Linked DNA regions of Sus scrofa: region 1 is linked to region 2. Evidence: chromatin contacts called from public Hi-C data. All regions are on one chromosome and are shown on one strand. The core of a region is the stretch at or near the end of the contact, and the rest is flanking DNA. Distances in the headings are between cores, read along the strand shown.

Region 1 (2,700 bases), core at 143-2,642, 180 kb before region 2:
CCAGTGGCAAAATCCTGCCTCCTGCATCCTCAATCCTTGGACTCTAGACCCAGCTCAGCCTCTCTGGCTGTGTTTCTGAAGGAAAGTCACTTTTTTTTTTCTTTTCGTCTCTTTAGGGCCGCACTCACAGCATATGGAGGTTCTCAGGCTAGGGGTCTAACTGGAGCTCTAGCCACCAGACTATGCCAGAACCACAGCAACGCTGGATCCAAGCCACGTCTTCGACCTACACCACAGCTCACGGCAACGCTGGATCCTTAACCCACTGAACGAGGCTAGGGATCAAACCTACATCTCGTGGATGCCAGTCGGATTCATTTCTGCTGAGCTATGACAGGAACTCCCAAAAGTCACTTCTTTAATGCCCAGGAGCTTCATTTCCTCAACTGTAAAATGGGACTCTTCACGCACGCTGCTTTGGTGGAGTCGTATGTGAGAAAGCATGCACAGAAAAGCTGGGTTTCATTGTTATTTTCCCCTTCTCTTCAAGCAGTACCTGGAGTACAAATGCTCAGTCCTCCAAACATCCTCCCCTCCTCCCCCACCAAAACCCCAGTCTCTCACTAACCTCAGCTAGCTGTGCAGAGGCCACCCACCTGGTAGCTAAATCATGCAACATGTTCATGACAGATGGTCAGGTACGTCACACCCACCCACTCCAGTTTGGGAGGCAATTTAGGCAATATTAAACAAAGAGAAGACTCCAGTGGTAGGTGTCAGGCGCTATGGCTTTGGGGAGCATCAAAGGAATTCCTAGGACCCGACAGACCACACCCCATGGGCACCCTGGCCCCACGTACCTGGAAGGGTGGCTGTGTACAGAAGTGAGTGGTGGCCCTCATGAAACACATGTGAACTCTAACAGGCTCCCCCTTCTCATTGATGGTTTCCTTCCTCGATGAACCTCAGGATGGAGAGGGTGGCCACACCCATATCCTATGGGGGGAAACTGAGACCAAGAAAAGCAGGTGTGTTGTTGCTCAAGCTGTCCCCTCAGCAGACTGGCGGTCTGGGGTGTGAGGAACCCCTTCCTCTTCCTGCCTTCCTCCTCTCCTGACTTTCAAGAGTTTAGTGAGTGGAGAAGGGGCACCTTTATTCCTGATTAGGGGTCCCAATTTTTAAAATTTCCTGTTTGGAAGCAAAGGACAGGAAATTATGTAGCCAGAGTTTCTATACAAATTACCCAGGTGTCCTAACTCCCCAGTGTAACAGACGTTATTACTCTCTTGGCCTCAGTCATCATTCATCCCTGATTGTCCAGGGAAGCCCACTCCACTGCCCTGAGAGACCAGCAGACACAGATTTATATGGGGAAACCTAGACAGACACAAGGAGCAGACTCCCCACCAGACCAGAGCCAAGTTCTGGTAATGACATCGATGAATCACTGACTTCAGTGAGTCACACTATTGAGCTGCAAGAGGCCTCCAAGATCTTTCTAGACTGACACTTAACCTTCTGGTTGTTCATGAGGAAGACAACTGAGTGAGGCCCAGAGAGGGAAAGTGACTTGCCCAAGATCACAAAGCTCAGATGGGCAGAGTAGAGGCTGGAAGCCCTGAGCCTTGGGGCCAGGCACTTTCCACTGCTTTTCACAGCCCTTTGAATATCCCCATAGCCCAAGGGGAGGCATAGGGCCCTGGTGATTAGCCAAGGCAGCTCAGGCTGTCTCCTAGCAGGTGGGCTCAGCGGCAGCCTCAGTCCTCCCTTGGGGCCCATCTTCACACCCGAGGTGCCGGCCTGGGCCGCTTCCTGCCTGGCTCTCATCCAAGGCCATTTCACAATGGGGGGAAGAGAGCTGGGCCGAGAGTCTGGGGTTAGTGCTCAGGCCACCTCTAGCCTAGCCCCTCTCAGACCCCCTGGAGACAATGAGCCAAGCCCCACCTGAGAGTGGAGATGAAGTAAGGAGCTGGAGGCTGGCAGGCCCTTCCTGAGAGTATTGTGAGCAGGTGCCCTGAGGTGGGCAGGGGCTGCCTTGCCAGCACCCACCATTCCTCCATTTCCCTGGCCTTCCATATGCAGTCATTCACAGTGGGGGAATTCTGTGTGGATAGGAGGTGGCCCGCTCAGACCATTATTAGTCAGAGGGGACTCTGGAAGCAAGCTGGGAGAGGGGCAAGGCCTTGAGCAGCTTCCTGTAAGGAGACATCGTGACTACCAGGCAGAGAATTCCGGGCAGGGAAGCCCAAGCTGTCTGTCTCCTTCCCCTCCCTACGCGCCCCAGTCTGTGGTGACTACCATTTACACAGGAACCAGGACAGAGATGTCGGGACACTCAGCATGGATTTATTGCGCCCCTGCAATAGGGTCAGGGCCACTGCCAAGGGATCTTGTCTGAAGGAGGAGGCAGTGGTTAGGGATCCAGATTCTCCTGTCTTAAAGTCTTAAGAGACGAAACAAACCCCAGCGAAATGTCAAACCACAAAACAAGGCCGTGTGAGCCTGGGACCCACACTCTCATACTGGACAGTCCAGTTTGGCAGATCAGGGGCAGGGGAACTCACTGTGGACAAGGCCGAGGGAACCCAGGGAATGGGGAGGAGGTGGGCAAGGTCTTCGCCACAGGGAAGGAGAGACAGAGCAGATGTGAACACGCACGTGCAGGGCGCAGGATCCCGTTCCAGCAGAGAATGAGGCTGGAAGTGTACCTGGGCCCAGGGCCGCTTCCTTCCTCTGAGCTCACACTCCTTGAACTTGCTC
Region 2 (2,700 bases), core at 131-2,630:
AGACCCGGCCACAGTCCTGCTTGGTGGGCTCAGCCGCAGGCAGGCCGGGTGGGGAGGGCAGCCCCAGCCCTAAGACCCAGGAGAGCAGCCTGAAGCGCAGGCTGTTCCGAAGCATGTTCCTGTCTGCCTCTGCCACCGCCCCTCCGAGCAGCAGCAGGCCAGGCCCTCCACCACAGAGCAAGGTAGGTCAGGTTGGGCTGCCTCTGGGGCCACTCTCAAGTGGGCAGGGAGCCGGGCCCAGCAGCCTCCACTGGGGACACAGGCCCTGCCTGGCCTTCCCCACTTACAGGGTTGGGTCGGGGAAGGCATGAGGGAAACAGACCATCAGCTGGGGATTCTCACCTGCACCAGCTGAGCCCTCATCCTCCAAAGGCTTAGCATGTATGAGTCAGAGGTTGCAAGCCAGGTCGTTTTCTGGGGCCTCAGAGGGGCTATGGCGTGCCCCAGCTTACACTCATGCCCTCTGGGAGTGTCTAGGCAGACCACATTGCGTGGCAGACACTCCCACACCCCCAACTCCCCACCCTAGAAAAAGCAGCCTCTTTAGGAGTTCCCATCATGGCATAGAGGAAACGAATCCAACTGGGAACCATGAGGTTGCGGGTTTGATCCCTGGCCTTGCTCAGTGGGTTAAGAATCCGGCGTTGCTGTGAGCTGTGGTGTAGGTTGCAGACGTGGCTCGGATCTGATGTTGTTGTGGCTCTGGCATAGGCTGGTGGCTACAGCTCTGATTAGACCCCTAGCCTGGCAACCTCCATATGCTGTAGGTGCAGCCCTAAAAAGACAAAAAGACAAAAAAAAAAAAAAAAAAACAGCCTCTTTGAGCACACACCCAGACCCTCCCCTATCCACAGTACCCAGCATCCCCCACCCAGGCCCCAGCAGAGGTAGGTGCTCGAGCACTGGGGGCAGGGAAGGTCTCTCTGGCTCCCTCTTCTCAGACCTTCTTTTAGCCTCAGCCCCTCGCTAGTCCCAGTGCTCTCATGAGATCCTGCACAGCCTCCCCCATAGAAACACTCATGTTAACTCCTTAGCTAGTACGGATTCTTCCCTCCCCCTTTTTTCCTAATGCTGCTTTGTTTAGCACTCCTGTGATTATTTATTCTCATGTTGTGTGTCCTATGAAAAGCTAGAGGACTAAACTTGCCTGGGTCTGGGAGCAGCAGGAGTTTGGGAGAGCAGGAGTGTGTGACAGCCTCAAATGCACATATTTTTCTTGTAAAAAAAGAAACAGTGAAGGGAGCTCTAATGGTGACATTTCTTGGCAGGCAGAGGAGGAGAACACTTTTGCTTCTCGCATGCCCTATGACATCCTGTCCATGGTGACAGTAACATCCTTTCCCATTTGGCAGATGAGAAGACTGACTCAGAGGCGATACGTCTGCCAGGTGTCATGAATGAGTCAGCCGAGCCAGTGGGAGGGGCCCTCTGGGCTCTCGCCTCTTGCTCACTGAAGGCTTTCCAACCAATCATGACATCTTTTAGCTCTTTCCTGAGAGACAGGCAAAAATGAGCTTGGGCTGTAGCACAAGAATTGTTAGACGTAAGTGTGAGCCTGGAGCCTGCCGTCCCTGGATGGTGCCAGTGTGTCCAGCCTGACCTGGGGGTGGGCGTTGAGGAGTGGCCTGGACCCCAACCCTTGTAAGTCACTGCCAGCCCAAGGCACCCAGCGAAGGTTCTGGGCCCGGTGCCTCCCACTCCCCCACAGGGACAAAGGACAGCAGGCTGGGATCCCCCATGGGGTGGGGGTTTGAGGGAGGAACAGATGAGATATGGCTTGATGTGTCCGTGTGAGAAACATGAGTGCCTGTGAGCTGAGGGGTCTCTGGAAGTCTGTGCCTGTGGAGAGACATTCTCCAGAAAACTCAGGTGGGAGCAGAACAGCGCACACTGCTGGAAGTGCACTTGGGGAGGACTGCGGGGTGGGTGTGGTTTCGGGGACTTGGAGGAGGGGGTGTCACTACTGGGCTGGGCACTGACATGTATGGTCTGGGCCCCTGCCAGCACCCCACAGCAGGAAAACAGGCTGACCTCCAGCCTCTGTTGGCCTATCCGTCCCTACACCCTTTACCCACCACAGCCGCGGCCATGGGGTGTGCAGGCTCTTGTCAGAACCTGTGGAGGTGCCTTTGGAGGCAGATGGTGCTTGTCTGGGGCTCAGAAACACCACAGTTCCAAATCCAGGGGAGTAGTTTCCATCTTGGCCCCCGGGCATACCTTTCTAGATAGATGCTCTCCAGGCAGCCTCCTAAAAGGCAGAGCCAAGACTGCCCGCAACTCAACCCTGGGCCAGGGCTTCTCAACCCTGTACTCTTAACATTTGGATCCAATAATTCTCAGTTGTAGTGGCTCTCCTGGGCACTATAGGGTATTTATTTAGTCTTTTGTCTTTATAGGGTTGCACCCCTGGCATATGGAGGTTCCCAGACTAGGGGTTCCATCAGAGCTGTAGCTGCCAGTCTGCAGCTCAGCCACAGCCAGAGCAACGCGGGATCCAAGACATGTCTTCGACCTACACCACAGTTCATGGCAACTCCAGATCCTTAACCTGCTGAGCAAGGCCAGGGATTGAACCCAAGTCCTCATGGATACTAGTGGGGTTTGTTAACCACTGAGCCACGACAGGAACTCCAATTGTAGGATGTTTAGAAGCATCTCTGGCCTCTGCCCACTAGATGCTAGTAGCACCCCTCAGGTGGT

What was found. A called contact is a pair of places that touch in the nucleus more often than the background predicts.
Region 1: a Hi-C map of embryonic fibroblasts shows a contact between it and region 2, with 6 times the contacts expected there. The contact joins two enhancer-like sites. A contact is called at or near these places in 4 of 5 promoter capture datasets (fetal liver, fetal skeletal muscle and liver), 25 of 47 Hi-C or Micro-C datasets (adipose tissue, alveolar macrophages, blood and 15 more) and 2 of 2 datasets of contacts at active chromatin or transcription factors (alveolar macrophages and skeletal muscle).

The regions. Positions count from the first base shown.
Region 1 is chr1:131,230,318-131,233,017 of Sscrofa11.1, reverse strand. It overlaps LOC110261466 (a long non-coding RNA gene), which reads right to left. Exons shown (of 4, transcript XR_002345541.1): 2 at 2,649-2,700; 3 at 801-949. Among named protein-coding and RNA genes, the nearest start is that of SRP14, 9.9 kb to the left of the region's middle. Within about 2 kb of position 1,392, at least 18 of the 83 cell types and tissues checked have an H3K27ac peak or open chromatin away from gene starts, as enhancers often do. A contact at or near this core is called in adipose tissue and embryonic fibroblasts, where this site is marked.
Region 2 is chr1:131,049,326-131,052,025 of Sscrofa11.1, reverse strand. It overlaps PAK6 (serine/threonine-protein kinase PAK 6), which reads left to right. Exons shown (of 11, transcript XM_021097802.1): 5 at 1-182. Among named protein-coding and RNA genes, the nearest start is that of ANKRD63, 18 kb to the right of the region's middle. Within about 2 kb of position 1,380, at least 11 of the 83 cell types and tissues checked have an H3K27ac peak or open chromatin away from gene starts, as enhancers often do. A contact at or near this core is called in adipose tissue and embryonic fibroblasts, where this site is marked.